Linked DNA regions of Ovis aries: region 2 is linked to region 1. A link is a contact called in public Hi-C data. All regions are on one chromosome and are shown on one strand. The core of a region is the stretch at or near the end of the contact, and the rest is flanking DNA. Distances in the headings are between cores, read along the strand shown. Region 1 holds the start of LYRM2 (LYR motif containing 2). Region 2 holds the start of ANKRD6 (ankyrin repeat domain 6).

Region 1 (4,898 bases), core at 794-3,293:
TAATGTTTTATTGTATGGGTATACCACATTTGACTTAATCCTTATCAGTTGATAGGCATTTGGATTGTCCACTTTGTGGCTCTTATGAATAATGCTGTTTTACCCTTTGGGCAACTGGACAGTCTGTTTCCAAAGTGGCTACACAATTTTATAGTCCCACCAGCCATGTATAAGGGTTCCAATTTCTCCGTCCTCACAAACATTTGCAGTTACCTCCCTTTTTAATTACAGCCATCCTAGTAGATGTGAATAGCATCTCTTGGTGGTTTTGATTTGCATTTCCCTGATGATTGATTAATGGTGTTGAACATCTTTTTATGTGCTATCTGTTGTACTGATTTTTGCTTCTTACAAAATACTGCTGACACATCTAAAAACATTTCCAAAATACCAGGTGTTTTTCCGTGCTAAGACAATTGCTCTGATGCACTTTTCTTGGCTCTCTCTCTGATATGCTATGCTCCATGTTCTGATATTTTGCTCAAGGGTTCTACATATAAACAGTTTCACTTGGCTTTGGGCTGCCCATGATTGAGCCTAAGCTTAACTAAACACATGGAGACTTTAAAAACCTTTCAGAACAATGCTGTAGTTAAGATCTGGCTAAAACAAGTGTTTTTTCTAACTCTTTGAGCTGCATATTGCCTTGAGTAATCATCATCCGGATTGTATCCTGTAGAAGAAAGTGAAATCTGGTCAGTTTTAATTGGTAGAACAAGGTACAGCTCTACCATTTCATCTGTTAAAATTAAGAATTAACACTGAGAACTGGAACTGCTGTACTTTAGGAAAGCCCAGAAGTAACAATCAGGGGTGTACAATTGTCTGACATGCTTTCATATATCCCAAACATACTTCTCAAACCACCATGCTGTAATATTTATCATCTTTTTGTGTGTGCATGCAGATATTTGGTTTAACAGAAAAGTTGGGTGATGCCACTGTAGAGTATAGATAGAACACTGTAAAATTTAAAATACCAGTTAAGTGAAAAATCAGTGACACTGAGAGCAATGATCAAGATATATCATTTCAAGCTATATTCCAAGATAGCTACTGGATTTTTTAAAAAGCTCACTAATCAAGCATCCCAGGTGGCACTAGTGGTAAGAACCCACCTGCCAATGCAGGAGACCTAAGAGATGCGGGTTTGACCCCTGGGTTGGGAAGATTCCCTTGGAGGAGGGAGAGCATGGCAACCTACTCCAGTTTTCTTGCCTGCAGAATCCCGTGGACATAGGAGCCTGGCGGTATTTCAGTAGATATTCCAAGACAGTGTATAAACTTTAAAAAAAACACCTCACTAATCAGTACAAAAGGGCCAGGGTCTTCCCTCACTAGTGATCTTGGTCTCACCTCTTCCGTGGCACTTTTGTTTCTTTTGAATTCTTCTCTTGCCCAGTCCTTCAGGTATTTGCGATCAGAATCATTTGGAACTTGCCGAATTGCCTTCAGAATCCTTCTGTAGAGGAGGAGAACTTGTTGCCTTCTCATGAACTGTACAGGAGAGGAGAAATAGCAGTTACAGCTGCACAATCGTCAGTTCAGTGGGTTTTCTTTTTGGTCCTCAATTTTGAAAAGAGGAAAGAAAACCATTTTTTCCCCTAAGAAAACGGCAAGAAATTTACTTGGATTGTTTACTCATTTGTCAAATACAGGAACCCTTAAAGAGTACAAGCCACAGAGGAGTCTTTATAGTGTGTCACCAGGCAATGAAGTACCCGGGCTAGATATCCAGACCTCAGCCAGCCTCTCGCCTCCGCGACCGAAGAGCACCCCGCCCCGCAGCGCCTTCCGTCCTCCCAGGCGGGAAGCCCCGCCCCCCAGCCTGAGCCAATCAGAGTGCGGCGCGCATAGGGGCTTCCTCCCCAGTCGTCCCTCAGTCCCGCTCTATAGGATGGGTGGAGGAAGCGGTAGAGAATCGAGCTCAGACCCAGAAAAGCTGCCCTTCTGGCCCGCGAGAACAGCTGGTACCTGCTTGAGCGTTAGTGTCGCTGGGGGCAAGCGGGAAGTGGCCATGTCGTCCTGACAGCGCGGTTCGCTGAAGCCCCGGCGCGCAGGAGCGGAAGTGGGGGGGGTGACGGGGCGGGGCGAACTCGGTTTCCTGGGAGACGGCCTGCAGCGTGTGCGCCCCCTGTAGAACCTGGCAGTCTATTGGTCGGAACTAAAGCCCGAGGCAGTTTCGCTTTGTCTTAGTCTGTTTCCTTATCAGAGAAATGGGGTAAGAGTTCCTGCGTACTAGATTGTTGTGAGAATGAAATAGTGGTGAGGCATTTAGCACAGTTCTCAACACGTGTTTGTTCTATTAAATGGAAGTTAAGGGTTTTGATGGTGAAGGGAGAAAACTGTATTCCTTTTGAGATTTAGTGTATATAGCTAAAATTACTAAAATTGTAAATGTTAATTTCTCGAAGTTTGTGTTGTGCTCTGCTCATTTTTGTCGTGCTCTTTTCCTGGCGCTGTAGTCTTCATGATCGTCATTAGTTACAAGGTTTTAGGTGGTTGTCCCATTGCAGTTTTGAGAACTTTGTATCACTATGTTCAAATGAAGAAACGAATATCCCCTACACCCTAAGCTTTTATTTCCCTATGAAGTGAAGTCGCTGTCATGTCCGACTCTTTGCGACCCCATGGACTGTAGCCTACTACGCTCCTCCACCCATGGGATTTTCCAGGCAAGAGTACTGGAATGGGTTGCCATTTCCTTCTCCACAGGATCTTCCTGACCCAGGGATCGAACCCAGGTCTCCTGCACTGTAGGCAGACGCTTTACCGTCTGAGCCACCAGGGAAGTCCTTATTTCCCTATACTTGTTTTTATTCTCCCCTCAGTACACTCTGTAGGCTCTCGGCGTGTATTAACTGTAAGAGGTTAGTGAATCCCTCCTACTTCCGAATTAAAATATGGCCTTAAATGTTCAGTAGTTACCGGATCGTTCCCTGAGCATCTCCACTTGATTTGCTTGCTTGGAATCCTAACCCTAGTTGTGTACTTCAGTGTGTGTGTGCCCACCTGTTTTCTCACTTCTAAAGTGAAATGATAGCATCTGCCAGAGTTGTTACTGTAGTACTGTATGTAGTGCACTGAGAACAGAACCTAGCACGTGTAAGCACCCTAGTGGCTATTACCAGGCATTGTGTGAATAATGTTGATGCCATAACCCACCCTTTTTCAATCCCATGGGCTGTAGGCCACCAGGCTCCTCCATCGATGTCATTTCCCCGGCAAGAATACTGGGGTGGGTTGCCATTTGCTCCAGGGGATCTTGACCAGGGATCAAACCTGAGTCTCCTGCATGCCTGAAAACTTGTCTAATTAGCAATTCACTTTTTTCCCTTTTAACTATTAGTGAAATATCCCTTGTCACTTTCAGTTACACTTATTTTGTGGATTGTTATGACTTTGGTCCCTTTATGATGACCCAGACTTTTATTCTAATTTTATATGCAGTTTGCCATATTTAAAAAATTTTATATCCTTTTAAGTCTCTATACACTGTATTTTCTATTATTTTGATTCTTTTCATCTTCTCCCTTTAATTCTTAAAAAAATTTTCATTATTCATGTTTAAAATATTTATTCCACCTAGAATTTTGTTTTATAGCATATTGGGGATATAAGTTCTTTTCCAGGTGTAAACTATAGTTTCAGCACCATGTATTAACCATTCCTTTATCTTCCTGGGCTTTGTGATGGTCTTGGTAAATTCTTTTAGGGTCTGAATAACCCTTACAGCTATTTCATCCAGGTTTTTGTTGTGTCTTCATTAAGCAGTAATACTGTCTTATAGTATCTTGTAAGTATCTATTTGTCTATGACCTTTACAAATGTTTTGTCATTTTCCTTTAAATCATCTTAGAATGTTAATCTATAAAGTAACGTGAGAACAGACATTTTTATACTATTTCTTCTTTTCATCCAGAAACATCCCCTTATGCCAGACACTGGTAATGCTGTCCTGAGTCATATGCCTTCTGTTCTCAGAATCACTCTTAGGGTAGGAAGACATAAGTCTAAGATAGTATTATAGATGCTGTTAAGACTCCTACCATGGGAGCACGTTCTTCTTCCAGGGCTTATCTGAGCTAAGTGTTCATCAGAAAGGCAAAGTGGGTAAGAGAATTCTAGACAAAGAACACACAGAACACTGGCAGATTCTAGGGCTCCTGTGGTTTGCTGTGAGCAGATCAAATAGTGTGGTGGGGATGCTGGGAGAGAAGACAAGGGAGTTAGGCCAAGAAACAACAAATAGTACCTTCTTCACAGGAATTCAGAACGATCTCCAAGGATGCTGTGTGATAGAGTGAAGCTGGCACAGTGATTAGTAGTTTGAGCTACATTTTAAAAGAGATCCAGCTGCAGTACAGTACAGAGGAAAGCAAAAGGGAAGGGGCAGAATAAGATAAATGTCTAGAAGTGAGAGCTGACCAGATTGGGGTTTGGATGGAGATGGGAGTGAGGCAGATGGAAAGGCTGAGTTCCACGTGAGAGAGTGAGTGAGCAGGCATCCACAGTAGCTGCTTCTCAGTGACTCAGGCATGTCACACTTCCTAGTCAACCCCCTCAGTTCCTGTGTCTGCTCCTGTGCTTCCTAACTTTTTCCCATCACAGCACAAACTGAAAATGGCACTCCTCAGTAACCTGCTTACTCAAATTCTTCTGTGCCACCTTGTTAGCTCTCCTAGGGCCAAGGGAATTACTCATGTTGGTATACCAACTAGGATGCTCCAACTTAGCTGGTCCTATCAATTAAAGGGAGATTCGATGGACTGCGTCACAGTCATAATGTTGGTTCTTACCTCCCTGCAGGAAGATTAAACCTCCTCCTCCACAGAGGCCTTTGGCTAGTGATACATCTCTTCCACTCAGAACTCATCTTGGAGTAGTACCCTTACAAG
Region 2 (4,898 bases), core at 1,656-4,155, 190 kb before region 1:
TGGTACAACTGAGTTAGAAAACCATTGGCATTACCTAGTATGTAAATTTGAACATACTCATACCTTAAGACCCAACAATTCCACTTCCAAATATGTATTTTAAAAACTCTTGCACACATACCTCAGAAGAAATATTTAGGAATGTTCATAGCAACACTGCGTGCAAAAGTAAAAACTGGGACAATGTCCAACACACTGTCTTGAAAGTAACCTGGGCAAATAAACTATGATATCTTCTCTCAATGAAATACCACATAACAGAGGAACTGAAGAGTTGAATCTCAGAAACAGAATGCTAAGTGAAAAAAAGCAAGCTGAACTGGAATGGTGAAGAATGATTCCACTTAGAAAAAAGTTCAAAAATAGGCCAAACTGAATAGTGTAGTATTTAGGGCTACATATATTTGCGGTAAGAGAATTATTAACACAGAATTATGGATGGCCGTTTCCTTTGGAAGACAAAGAGAGCATGATTGTAGAGGGAGCATTTATGAATTTTCTTGAGTGGGAAGCCTTAGCAAGGGCAGTTTCAGGAATGGAAGGCAGAATAGTGGTCTGAAGGACCAATTGCAGCTAGTGATACAAAAGAAAGCTAGTGTGGTCAGCTCGTTAAAGAAATGTTGCTGGTAATAGGAGCCAGTTAGTTGGTTAGATGGCAATGGCACCCCACTCCAGTACTCTTGCCTGGAAAATCCCATGGGTGGAGGAGCCTGGTAGGTTGCAGTCCATGGAGTCGCTAAGAATCGGACATGACTGAGTGACGTCACTTTCACTTTTCACTTTCATGCATTGGAGAAGGACATGGCAACCCACTCCAGTGTTCTTGCCTGGAGAATCCCTGGGACGGGGGAGCCTGGTGGGCTGCCATCTCTGGGGTTGCACAGAATCGGACACGACTGAAGCGACTTGGCAGCAGCAGCAGCAGCAGTTGGTTAGATGGCATCACTGACTCAACAGACTTGAACTACAGCAAACTCCAGGAGATAGTAGAGAACAGGGAAGCCTGGCGTGCAGCAGTCCATGAGGTTGCAAAGAGTAGTACACGACTTAGCAACTGAACAAGAACAATATTCTAACAGAGTAGTAAAAGCTATCATTGGTAGAGCCAAACTTTGCCTCATGAAGCAGAAGGAGAAGGTAGTGAGGTGGATGTGTGAGGTTGGCTGTGATGGAACTGGACAGAGCGGCAGAACAAAGTTGCAGGCTGCTAGCCTTCCTCACACACAGGGAGCTTTAGGATTCTCCTTTCATGAGATGCCCAAAGACCGTGTGTCGACCTGGAAACAAGAAAGCATGATCTCCAAACAGCTCACCCACTGTCTGCTTTGGCTCTCATGAGGCCCCTCTGCCAAGGATTCCCATTAATTAAGTGAACTCCGGGAGTTGGTGATGGACAGGGAGGCCTGGCGTGCTGCGATTCATGGGGTCACAAAGATTTGGATCCGACTGAGTGACTGAACTGAACTGAAGGTCTGGGAAGAACTGCAGACCAGTCAGCTCCCAGGAGCATTCGAATGTCTTACAGACTGGCTTCTGTTCCTTTCAGCAGGATTAATGTGCGATTGCTCTGACTGCCCAGGAATGCAACTTCAAACTCCATCTCATCTCCACTCTGTGGTGATCTCATAAAAGCCTCCTGGAGGAATGGAGCACTCTGTATCTCTGGATGTTTATTCAATGGACTAGCTTGGAAAAGCCTTTAATCTGGAAAAGTGTAAGAAAGAAACAATCACACTAAAAGGTAATGGGTACTTTGACCTTGGGGGATCACCTAGCCCTCACTGGTGACCTACCTGGAGAGAAATTCAGAGCTGACTGGCAAGGAAAAGAATTGTATTCTTCTATTAGCTCGTAATGGGGAATGACAGGGATGGGGACAAATCTGAAGGAGGCCAAAGGACACTCAGAAGAGATTTCACATCCTGCCGAGTAATATTCTAGTTATGACTTTGGGATTGGGGAAGTTCGGAAGTTGGAAGAAAATCAGACACTTACTCTTCCCTGGTGTGCACAGTACTTTTTAGATTCATTCTGATTGATGTTCCCTGAAGGAGAGAAGGAGACACATATCTTAAGAAAACGTAGGAGATCACCACGTTTCTTTTTCCCAGGTCTATTTCAGAGGGAATACGAAAAAAATCCGGTTAAAATTAAGCTCGGGTAAGCCGGAATCTCTCCCTCTCCATCTCCCTGTGTTCAGAGAGTAGATACCTGTCACGCTTCTTCAAAAGGTTGAATGAGATCCTTCCTACTCATTCGTAGATTCATTCAACAAAAATTTATTGAGCGCTCGGTGTGTTCAGGGAACTCTTCTAGACACGGAAGAAGTAACTGAAAAATAGACAAAAACAGACCGAGTTAATAGTGTGTAAAGCATGGTTTGAATATAGGAGGCTGGACCATTCAGTGCTTCCTATTTCATTAAAAGATGCTTCCGACAAGCTACTAACCGACAAGTTGTTTGGAATAAAGGCTTCCTTTCTTCTCTTCAGCTTTCTAATGAATCTGGATCTTTCATCATTGTTGTCTCGCTTCCGTTGAGACATCTCAGCTAAGTGAACTACGAATACATTGAAATACACACTTGGCCACAGGTTGAAGGATAGTTTCTCCTCCCGAATCCCCTCTCCCTCCTAACAAACCTGGCAACCTAGGCTCGGAAAACCTCATCCAATTGCATGTTCTGGCTCCTCTCCCTCTTGATAAGGAGGCCTCTCGGCAGGCGCCGAAGGCGCGGCGGCGGGGCAGGGAGCTGGCTGCAGAGCGAGGCCGGCGGGAGGGCTGGGGGGCCCCACCTCGCCCCGGGCCGCCGCCGCGCCCGAACCGGCCGCTGCGGGGCGCTGCGGCCCCAGCCTCGGAGCGCGGGCGGGCGGGGCGGAGGGCCGAGCGGGCGGCGGGCGAGGCGACTCGGCCACAGGTAACCTGCGGAGCGGCGAGCGCAGCCTGGCGAGCGGCGGCAGGAGGCGGCGGCGCTGGGCGGCGCCGAGGCCCAGGGGCCGCCGGAGCCAGCGAGAACCCGTGCCCACCGAATCCCCTCGCCTCCCACCCTGTCGTCAGCATCGGACCCTGCGGCGCGGAGAGAAAGGTACTGTGTGACCTCGCCGGGTCCTTTCCAGACCTCTCTTTCTCCAAGGGCCGGAGCCCCCTCCTCCCGGGGTGTGTGTGTGAGGCTCTGATCCGGGGGGGACGATGTCGCGGGTGGGGGCTCCCCCAGATCGTTGACTGTTTAGGGGAGAGTCCCAGACCCAGCGCGATGCCGCCTTTCTTGCGGCCTCCGGGGAAGCAGTCGCCTGAGGTTGGGAGGGGGGGCGGTCCTCCCCCGGGCACCTCCCTTGTCGCTTTCCTTCATTTGCTTCCCTAGAATATAGAACTTGGGGGAGGGGGCAGAGAACTTCATTGCCTTTGTACGTCCCCTTCCTCTTGCTCCAGTGAGCTGAAAGAGTTTGTAGAAAGTGGTGGTGGTGGTCGGGGTGTGTGTGTGAGGGGAACAGGGGTCCCCAGGTATTCCGGACGCGGAGACCCGGCAGTCTTGGGGCGTAAGAGGAGGGTCTCCTCTGGTGGCCAGCGGCCCCCGCCGTCCCCGGGCCTGCGGTCGGCTTCGGAGTGACCGGACTTGGCTGGGACGTGCCTGCAGTCTGGTCCCTTCCCTCACCCCTTCGAGGACCGCAGAGGGGCGCAGGCGCCGGACCGTGGGGGCTATTCTGCCCGGAGGAGCTCCGTTCTGGCTGGAATTAAGCTCTGTAAAGAGTTAGCAAGTGGCATGTCCCAGAGGAAGCGAGCACGTTGTTTGGTCTGAATGGAGACATCAGTTCACAGACACTTGTCTTGGAAATTTCAGTGTGGTGCTTTCGGTAGATTTGAGGAGAGGGAGGGGAAGTGGCGTCTATTACTTGTTACCAGAGAGGGGCTTCAATTTCCTAAAGCGGGTCAAGCATGTTTTCCCTAAAGCGTGATGAGATGGTGTTAGTGGTGGTGGATGAAGTTCCCTTTGGGGTTATGAGACTGAGTCTTGATGAGTCTTGTTAGGTTGTGTGACTTTGGAAAATTCACTTTTTTAAGCCTCAGGTAAACTGGGTGTATTTGTACATAGCCTGGTAGTACTGTTGTAGAAGTTAAATGTAAGTGAAAAGCTTGGCATAGAGCTCTTGAACGTTGGGCATCCTTTCCGTGAGCCTGTGGATGAGGATAGTCATTTCACGTTTAGGTAACATCTACTAGGCCAATGTTAGTGGGAGGAACTTGGGCAATGAATACGAGCACACCCGGGTCCATGGTGGTCCCACAGTGTACTGATGGTCTCTGTGGGGAGGGGGTCCCATCCTTAAAATAGCAATAGCAACCGTGGTTCTCCTGGTGTCCTACCTGCTGACTACACCTGTTTATCTTCCATCATCCTTAGCAGCTGCTTAATATATTGTAAATGAAGAATTTTTAAAAAAATTAACCATTCTAATTAGAAGAGTTTTCTGCACTCTAGGTCATAAATGAGGGGAGAGAGGAAGAAGGGTGGAAAGGAATAAGAACCCAGGAAAACAACTGATGGCACATTGGGAGATATCAACCAAAGGTGATAACAAAATACCAATTTGTTAACTCCTGGTTCAGTGGTGGCACCAAAAATTAACCTTCGCTTCTCAGTCAGACCCATCAGCCTCTCCAGATAAGTACATAATCCAAGTAAAAGCAGACAGTTTGCTTAGAGACAACTCTGCTTAGAGACAAGGCACACATCCAGCTCCCAGGGCACGCATATGCTGAAATTCTGGGGCCGCCGCTGTGAACTATAGCGTGCATTCAGAAAGCGACAAATGGAGAAGTGCAAATTAAAAAATAAGACCAGAAGACACACCCAGGTAGCTGAAGAGCCAGAGCATCCTTAGAAACCTGCAGCCCCGAGC

What was found. Hi-C and Micro-C count contacts between places; a contact is called where the count stands out from the background.
Region 2: a contact with region 1 is called in a Hi-C map of tail adipose tissue, with 5 times the contacts expected there. The contact joins the promoter of ANKRD6 here to the promoter of LYRM2 in region 1. A contact is called at or near these places in 6 of 16 Hi-C or Micro-C datasets (hypothalamus, muscle, omental adipose tissue and 2 more).

What each region holds. Positions count from the first base shown.
Region 1 is chr8:47,916,479-47,921,376 of ARS-UI_Ramb_v3.0, reverse strand. It overlaps LYRM2 (LYR motif containing 2), which reads right to left and starts at 2,043. Exons shown (of 3, transcript XM_004011274.6): 1 at 1,975-2,043; 2 at 1,357-1,497; 3 at 1-673. The coding sequence starts at 2,019. The coding sequence ends at 593. LOC132660241 (a long non-coding RNA gene) reads left to right here and starts at 2,190. Exons shown (of 2, transcript XR_009601633.1): 1 at 2,190-2,221; 2 at 4,810-4,898.
Region 2 is chr8:48,107,055-48,111,952 of ARS-UI_Ramb_v3.0, reverse strand. ANKRD6 (ankyrin repeat domain 6) reads left to right here and starts at 2,905. Exons shown (of 15, transcript XM_012182777.4): 1 at 2,905-3,085. It overlaps LOC121820174 (a long non-coding RNA gene), which reads right to left and starts at 2,741. Exons shown (of 4, transcript XR_006060618.2): 1 at 2,451-2,741; 2 at 2,212-2,331; 3 at 1,996-2,045; 4 at 1-1,704.